2 separate regions of the Ovis aries genome follow, and region 1 is linked to region 2. A link is a contact called in public Hi-C data. All regions are on one chromosome and are shown on one strand. Each heading gives the region's core, a stretch centred on a gene start, on an enhancer-like site or on the middle of the called end of the contact. The rest is flanking DNA. Distances are from core to core; before and after follow the strand shown.

Region 1 (4,165 bases), core at 155-2,654, 190 kb before region 2:
AGGAAATTAGGACACAGACGCACACAGAGGTAAGGGCATGTGAAGACGCAGGGAGAAGACAGCCACCTACAAGCCAAGGAGAGAGGCCTCAGAAGAAACCAACCTTGTCAACGCCCTGATCTGAGACTTCCAGCCTCTAGAATTGTGAGAAAATAAATGTCTGCTGTTTCAGACACCCAGTCTGTGGTACTTTGTTATGACGACCCTAGCAAAAAATATAGGAGCAGATTGTGAAAATTTACTAAGTCAAACTACAGAAATTAAATGTTATCCTTTAAGCTGTCAGAAGCCTCCATAGAAGTCTAAGCATCAACGTGACATGAATAGGTTTGGTTCCAGAACATGATTTGGAAACAGTGGATATCAGGAAGTGGAAAAGGAAGGTGGAGTTGGCAGATCCATTGTTCCAATGAAGAACAAAACAAGCTCTAAGGGCCCTGGACAAAAATCATTGACAATGGGAATGAGTATCAGAGGTCCCATCAGAGAGATATTTGTGGGGCAGAAGTAACATAGTTTGGGGAAAATGAAGTGTAGGACAAGAGTAAGTAGATGAGGATAACATGAAGTGTAGTTTGGGGAGTTGAGGGATGCCTCAGATCTCAACCGGGGATACAGAAGGTGAAGCAGGCTTAGAGAAGAGGTGAAAAGATAATAAATGTCGTTTGGGATGAATGAAGTTTGAGACAACTGCAGAGTGTCGAGCTGGATGTGTAGGATTCCGCTAGTCACCGGTGGTGGGGTGGTGGGAAGGGATCGGCGGACCTCACGCGGAGCACCAGCCGTTCAGAAGCCCCGAGACCATATTCTTGGGGTCCCCACAAAGTGTGGAGAGGGAAGCCAAAGAGACCATCCAAAAAGCAGCAGAATCGTGGCGAGGAGGGCCGCCCTCCAAAGGCCAAGGAAGTCAGCGCTAGGAGTTAGTCGGTATTGATAGTTTTCAGATGAAGGAAAGATTTTGCCCCTGCTGCAGACATCAGTTCAGGCTGGATCTCGTTTTCTCTCACTATCCCATAAAGCGGTTTACCTCTCGCCTCGCACTTTGGTCAATCGAGGTAGAAGTGGCGGGCGGGTAACGGGGACCCAAGCATTATCTCAAGTCACGCAGGCAGTGACAGCTCCCGAAACCCTTTCCCTGCGGGCAGGCAAGCGGGCGGGTCAGCGACTCCCACCCCGCCCGCGCCCTTCCACCCGAAAGGAATGCGGGCGCGCGCGCCCGGGCTCTGGCTGCCCTTGGAACTCCGGCCCGGACGCCGCTCCCCGAGCGCGCCGGCTGCGGGGGCGGCTTCCTCGCGCCTCCCCCTGCAGCGCGCCGCGGCCGCTGGGCGAGGCGAGGCTGGGGGAGGCGGGCCGAGGGGGCGGGAGAGGGACGCGGGACTGCAGGGAGGTCGGGGGCGGGGAGCAGGAGGCGGCGGGCCCGAGGAAGAAAGGAACATGGCTCCTGCGGCAGGCGGCGCCGAGCTCGGCGCGCGGCGAGGGCGCCCCGGGCGCCAGTGACCGTGATGGTGAACTCGAGCCGCGTGCAGCCGCAGCAGCCCGGGGACGCGAGGCGGTCGCCGGCCCCTCGAGCGCCGGGCCCCGGGCGGCTGATGGCGGGCGGCGCGACTGCCGGCGCCGGCCTCGCTGCCCCGGGCGGCCTCCGCGAGCAGAGGGGCCTGGAGATCGAGATGGAGCGCATCCGGCAGGCGGCCGCGCGGGACCCCCCGGCCGGAGCCTCGGCCTCCCCATCTCCTCCGCTCTCGTCGTGCTCGCGGCAGGCGTGGAGCCGCGACAACCCGGGCTTCGAGGCCGAGGAGGAAGAGGAGGAAGAGGAGGTGGAGGGAGAAGAAGGGGGAATGGTGGTGGAGATGGACGTAGAGTGGCGCCCCGGCAGCAGGAGGTCGGCCTCCTCCTCGGCCGTGAGCTCCGCGGGCGCCCGGGGCCGGGGGCTGGGGGGCTACCACGGTGCGGGCCATCCGAGCGGGAGGCGGCGTCAGCGAGAGGACCAGGGCCCGCCGAGTCCCAGCCCCGCCGGCGGCGGGGACCCGCTGCATCGCCACCTCCCCCTGGACGGGCAGCATCCCCGAGTGGCCTGGGCCGAGAGACTCGTTCGCGGGCTGCGAGGTAAGAGCGCGACCCTCAGCGGCTGATGCACAAACCAGAACTGCGGGCGCTGTCGGAGCCATCCGCGCTGAGGGCAGCTCTCTCGGGCTCCAGCTCGCATCCCCTTTGCGTCCCCGCCTCCCTTGGAAGCGTCTTCCCCACCTCTGCTAATTCTGCTCTATTTCCGGTACCTAGCGCGGAATTCCACGGCGCCCTTGTTGGTGCAAATTTATTGGATACCTCCTTCTAAAAGAAAATCTGTCATCTTATAAGACAGCTTATAATGGTGGTTGCAACTGCATATTTGCTAATTTCACTAAATAAAAACAAAAATTCTCTGCTAGCACCCATAGTCTTCCACTGGCCTGGATGTCCTGTTGCTCCTTATCCCGTTCTGGAAAGGGTAAGCAACACAGTGTCCCAGTTGTGGGAGGAGTGTCATTGGGTAGTCACTGATGTTGTTTTGGTGATGTCTGTGGTTGTTTAGAGGAGACGAATAGAATAAAATGTTTAGGAAAACAGTTACTTGGCTATTTCTAATTCTAGGCATGTTTTCCCCCTAAACAGTTGCAAAGTAAATGTTAACATTGTTTGAAAAACTTGAAAGTATGTTTTTAAATAACTAAATTAATGTTCTTTGACATTCCAATGAAACAGTGAAGTCATCAGATACCAGCTGTGTGGAAATATGTCAGAGTTTGGTGCACCCAGCTCTCCAAAAGGCAGGAAAGGAATTTTCAAAAATTGCCAGTGCCTTTTAAGAGGACACAAATTTTCCAGGAGCAGATGGGATCCTGTTTTTGCAAAGTTTTGTCAGAGGCATCCTTGGAAAAGAGTTGTGTTTGCTCTTACCATCCAAATGATTTTAATCTCTACTTTTGAGAGTTTTTCCAGTCTCAGTCTTTTGAAATTCTCCCTTCCCTTCCGTTCCTGTCAGTTTTGAAAATCTTGCACAAAAAACTATCCAGATATTTTCATAGCAACATGATTAGTACCAAGTCAGGCTTATACCTGAATCCCAATTACACCACAGGTTGACTGAATGACCTCTAGCAAACTGCTTAACCGCTCTGATCTCCAGTTTTTTATTTTGTTTAAAAAAAGAGATAATCATAATACTTAGCTCTTGACATGGGAGAATTAAATGAGATGAGACATAACATATGTAGCAAGTCTGCCATGTTGTGAGTGCTTCATAAGTAGAAATTAAGTCATGGATTCTAAAAGTGTACCTTTTGGTGCTCTTACATAGTGATTATGCTAGTTTAATTGATTCAGGGCATGGTGGGGACCAAAAGACCCTTTTTAGTCACCTGTGTGAGAAGATTAGTGAAAAAACTCATTAATACTTTTTTAAGGTTCCAAATTGTATTCAAAGTTTATATTATTTTACTTCATATTAACTGTGCTTTTTAAAATATTCACTAAAATGAGAGGTTTCTTATAAGTTAATAAGCAATGGAAAGTCATGATCCTTTTAACTCAGCTTGAGTGTTTAATAACACATTTCATATTGTCTGAAAAAGCTCAATAATGGAATGTAACTACGTGAAATATGTGAGTGCATATGTAAGTTTATTTCTTTTAAAGAAAAGTTTCAAAAAATTTACAGTGAATAAAGTAACAGTAAAACTTCTGGTCCAACCTTATCAATGGTTGATAAGATCTCCTAACCTTACCAATTAGGAGAGTAGAATCATGAGAATCTTTTTTTATAGAAAATTTTAGAAATAAATTTTATTACGTTGTGAAGAAATATAATTGATATCCTTGTCACTTATTAAATAACCTTTGTTAAATAATTAGTAGTACCTACTGTGAAAATAGACTGTGCTAGCTGCCACCAAAAAAAAAAAAAGAAAGAACTAAAATAACACATCACCATTTACCTGTGGACAGAAACCCAGAAATGTGAAATGAGTAACCATGAATGAGTTGTGATATTTTTTCCCTCATGGGATATTGTTGTTGTTTAGTTGCTAAGTCATGTCTGACTCTTGTGACCCCATGGACTAGCCTGCCAGGCTCCTCTGTGCATGGGTTTTCCCAGGCAAGAATACTGGAGTGGGTTGTCATTTCCTTC
Region 2 (4,486 bases), core at 950-3,449:
CAAATGCAAAAAGGCAAAATGGTAGTCTGACAAGGCCTTACAAATACTATGAAAAGAAGAGAAGTGGAAGGAAAAGGAGAAAACGAAAGACAGATTCATCTGAACGTAGAGATTCAAAGAGTAGCAAGGAGAGATAAGAAAGCCTTCCTAAGCAATCAATGCAAAGAAATAGAGGAAAACAATAGAATGGGAAAGACTAGAGATCTCTTCAGGAAAATCAAACACACCAAGGGAACATTTCATGCAAAGATGGGCTCGATAAAGTACAGAAATGGTATGGACCTAACAGAAGCAGAAGATATTAAGGAGAGGTGGCAAGAATACACAGAACAACTATACAAAACACATCTTCATGACCCAGATAATCATGATGGTGTGATCACTCACCTAGAGCCAGACATTCCTGGAGTGTGAAGTCAAGTGGGCCTTAGGAAGCATCATTATGAACAGAGCTAGGGAAGGTGATGGAATTCCAATTGAGCTATTTCAAATCCTAAAAGATGATGCTGTGAAAGTGCTACACTCAAGATGCCAGCAAATTTGGAAAACTCAGCAGTGGCCACAGGACTGGAAAAGGTCAGTTTTCATTCCAATCCCCAAAAAAGACAGTTCCAAATAAGGCTCAGACTACCACACAATTGCACTCATCTTACACGCTAGCAAAGCAATGCTCAAAATTCTCCAAGCCAGGCTTCAACAGTACATAAACCAAGAATGTCCAGATGTTCAAGCTGGATTTAGAAAAGGCAGAGGAACCAGAGATCAAATTGAGAACATCTGTCTAGTTGGATCATAGAAAAAGCAAGGCAGTTCCAAAAAACATCTATTTCTGCTTTATTGGCTATTCTAAAGCCTTTGACTGTATGGATCACAACAAATTGAGGAACATTCTTAAAGAGATGGGAATAACAGACCACCTCACCTGCCTCCTGAGAAATCTGTATGCAGGTCAGGAAGCAACAGAACTGGACATGGAACAACAGACTAGTTCCAAATTGGGAAAGGTGTACATCTAGGCTATATATTGTCACCCTGGCTTACTTAACTTATATTCAGAGTACTTCAAGTGAAATACTGGGCTGGATGAAGCACAAGCTGGAATCAAGATTGCTGGGAGAAATATCAATAACCTCAGATATGCAGATGACACCACCTTTATGGCAGAAAGCAAAGAAGAACTAAAGAGCCTCTTGATGAAAGTGAAAGAGGAGAGTGGAAAAGGTTGGCTTATAGCTCAACATTAAAAAAACTAAGATCATGGCATCCAGTCCCATCACTTCATGGTAGACAGATGAAACAATATACTTTATTTTGAGGGGCTTGAAAATCACTGCAGATGGTGGCTGCAGCCATGAAATTAAAAGAAGCTTACTGCTTGGAAGGAAAGTTATGACCAACCTAGATAGCATTTTAAAAAGCAGAGACATTACTTTGCCAACAAAGGTCTGTCTAGTCAAAGGTTTGCTTTTTCCAGTAGTCATGTATGGATGTGAGAGTTGGACTATAAAGAAAGCTGAGCGCTGAAGAACTGATGCTTTTGAACTGTGGTGTTGGAGAAGACTCCTGAGAGTCCCTTGGACTGCAAGGAGATCAAACCAGTCCATCCTAAAGGAGATCAGTCCTGAATATTCATTGGAAGGACTGATGTTAAAGCTAAAACTGTAATACTTCAGCCACCTGATGCAAAGAACTGACTCACTGGAAAAGAGCCTTATGCTGGAAAAGATTGAAGGTGGCAGGAGAAGGGGACAACAGAGGATGAGATGGTTGGATGGCATCACTGACTCAATGGACATGAGTTTGAGCAAACTCCAGGAGTTGGTGATGGACAGGGAGGCCTGGCATGCTGCAGTCCATGGGGTCGCAAAGAGTCGGACACGACTAAGCAACTGAACTGAACTGAACTGAATACAGAGTAAGAATCAGTCCTACAAAACTGCCCCAGTTCACCAGTTGCAAGTCCCAGGTTTCCAGCTACAAATCAGGTGTTCCCACTAGTCCCTTCTCAAGTGTAATAATTTGTTAGACCAACTCACAGAAATTGGGAAAACAGTTTACTTACTGGTGTATTATAAAGGATACAACTCAGGAACAGCCAAATAGAAGAGATCCATAGGGCCAAGCCAGAAGAAGCAGCATAGAGTTTCATGCAGTCTCTGGGTACACCCTCACCTCTCAGCACCTTGATGTGTACACCAATCCTGAAACTCTCTGAACTCTCCCTTAAATTAGGGGGTTTTAGGGAAGTTCCATTACGTAGGCGTGATCGATTAAATCAATCGTCAACAGTTACTGATTAACCCAACTTTCAGCATTCTATCCTCCTGGAGGTTGAGACTGAAAGTTCAACCCTCTAATCCCATGGTTGGTTTCTCAGGCAACTACCCTCATCCTCAAATTCTCTGGTGGCTGGCTAGTAGAAGCTGATAGTATGTTTTCAAGAGTGACATAAAAAAATACAGTAAGAAATTCATATTCAGTCTTTGCCCTTGGTTCCCGACACAGCTTCTGAAACTCTTTACTTTTTTAAGTTTTTGGCTATACTGCATGGTGCATGGGAAATTCCCTGACAAGTGTCCTCTGCATTCGAAGTATTGAGTCTTAACCACTGGACCACCACCAGGGAAGTCCCCTAGAACTCTTGTAATTTATTCAGTGATAAGACTCATAGGAGCTTTTGTTATTCACCACAATCTCCTTTCAACCATACTTTGAATTTATGCTAATAACAGGACTCTTTTAATTTTCTACATAAGTGAGATGATGGATACTGACTAAACTTATTGTGATAACTTCATGATGTATGTAAACCAAATCATTATGCTGTATATACTTCCAACTTATACAGTGCTAAGTTATATCAACTGTATCTCAATAAAACTAGAAGGAAAAAAAAGCCATTTTCACAACCTATTTTTTCACATCCTCAGCATGTGAGTCATGTTCAAAAGAATAAATAAAACAAGTATATAAATAATTAATATATAGTATAGAAGATAAGAGATATGCAGAAAAGAACTGTGAGAATTTAGAGAACACTTTAGACCACTTTCAAATAATCGAGATAATTTTGGATAAAACAATTCTCTTACTTGAGGGTATAATCAAACTAAGATCACACTAAGGAGAAAAATAGGACAGGCAATAAAGATAATTAGGGAAGTAGGGTACAGGGGAAAGCCTTTCTTGATCTTCGCTTCAAGATAAAAGCAAGTTTGGTCACTTTTCTTTCTAATCTATTAGTGTGTCATAAGCATTTGTAGTGATTTTGACAATAAGACCCCTTAGTGTAGAGCTACCTCATAATTAAATTGGTCATGCTCATATTGTGTAGAGCTTATGTCCCAGTTTGCATAGGAAAAGCCCCTGTTTACACATATGGCTCCAAGTAATTATTAATTGCACCCCTTCTTCAGTGAATATTCATTGGAAGGACTGATGCTGGAATTAAAGCTCCATTAAAGGCCACCTAACGTGAAGAGCCAACTTCATTAAAAAAGACCCTGATGCTGGAAAAGACTGAAGGCAAAAGCAGAGGGCAAAGACAGAGGTTGAGATAGTTAGCATCACCAACTCAATGGACATGAATTCGAGCAAACTCCGGAAGATAGTGAAGGTTGGAGGAGCCTGCCCTACTGTAGTCCATAGGGTGGCAAAGAGTCGGATTTAGCAATAGAACAACAAAAAGCTTTAGATAGGGTATTCCCAGGTGGCTCAGTGGTAGAGAATCCACTTGCCAATGCAGGAAACACAGGAGATGCAGGTTCTATCCCTGGATCAGGAAGATTCCCTGGAGTAGGAAATGGCAGCCCACTCCAGTATTCTTGCCTGAAGAATCCCCATGGACAGGAGCCTGGCAGGCTACAGTCAATGGGGTTGCAAAGTGTCTGACACGACTGAACAATAGAGCATGCACGCAGCTTTAGATGAAGAAAAAAAAAAAGTGATCTTTTGCTAGACTCTGGTGCCCTCTTGTGATTAAAGCATAAAAAGTCATTGGGGCTGCTGCTGCTAAGTCACTTCAGTCGTGTCCAACTCTGTGCGACCTCATAGACGGCAGCCCACCAGGCTCCCCCGTCCCTGGGACTCTCCAGGCAAGAAAACTGGAGCGGATTGCCATTTCCTTCTCCAATGCATGAAAGTGAAAAGTGAAAGTGAAGTCGCTCAGTCATGTCCGACTCTTAGCGACCCCGTGGACTGCAGCCTACCAGGCTCCTCCGGCCATGGGATTTTCCAGGCAAGAGTACCGGAGTGGGTTTCAAAAGTCATTACAGAAGCAAAAGTGCTTCCCTTGAGGTTACGATGGAGAATTTCACATTCTGATCTTGTTTATTTTGAGAGAAGAAACCACTGCAAAATGTGAACAGCCCAGAGTGGATCATCTACTCACTTTTCCCAAATCTCAGCTTTGAGTTTCAGGTCACCAGACTTCATCACTGGCTACTTTCCATGGCTGCTGCTATCTTTGGACTCTGTGACCTCTTTT

Evidence for each region. Hi-C and Micro-C count contacts between places; a contact is called where the count stands out from the background.
Region 1: a contact with region 2 is called in a Hi-C map of liver, with 7 times the contacts expected there. The contact joins the promoter of PKD2 here to the promoter of ABCG2 in region 2. A contact is called at or near these places in 2 of 16 Hi-C or Micro-C datasets (both in liver).

What each region holds. Positions count from the first base shown.
Region 1 is chr6:37,345,497-37,349,661 of ARS-UI_Ramb_v3.0, reverse strand. PKD2 (polycystin 2, transient receptor potential cation channel) reads left to right here and starts at 1,404. Exons shown (of 15, transcript XM_027970884.3): 1 at 1,404-2,103. The coding sequence starts at 1,503.
Region 2 is chr6:37,160,928-37,165,413 of ARS-UI_Ramb_v3.0, reverse strand. ABCG2 (ATP binding cassette subfamily G member 2 (Junior blood group)) reads right to left here and starts at 2,199. Exons shown (of 16, transcript NM_001078657.1): 1 at 2,063-2,199.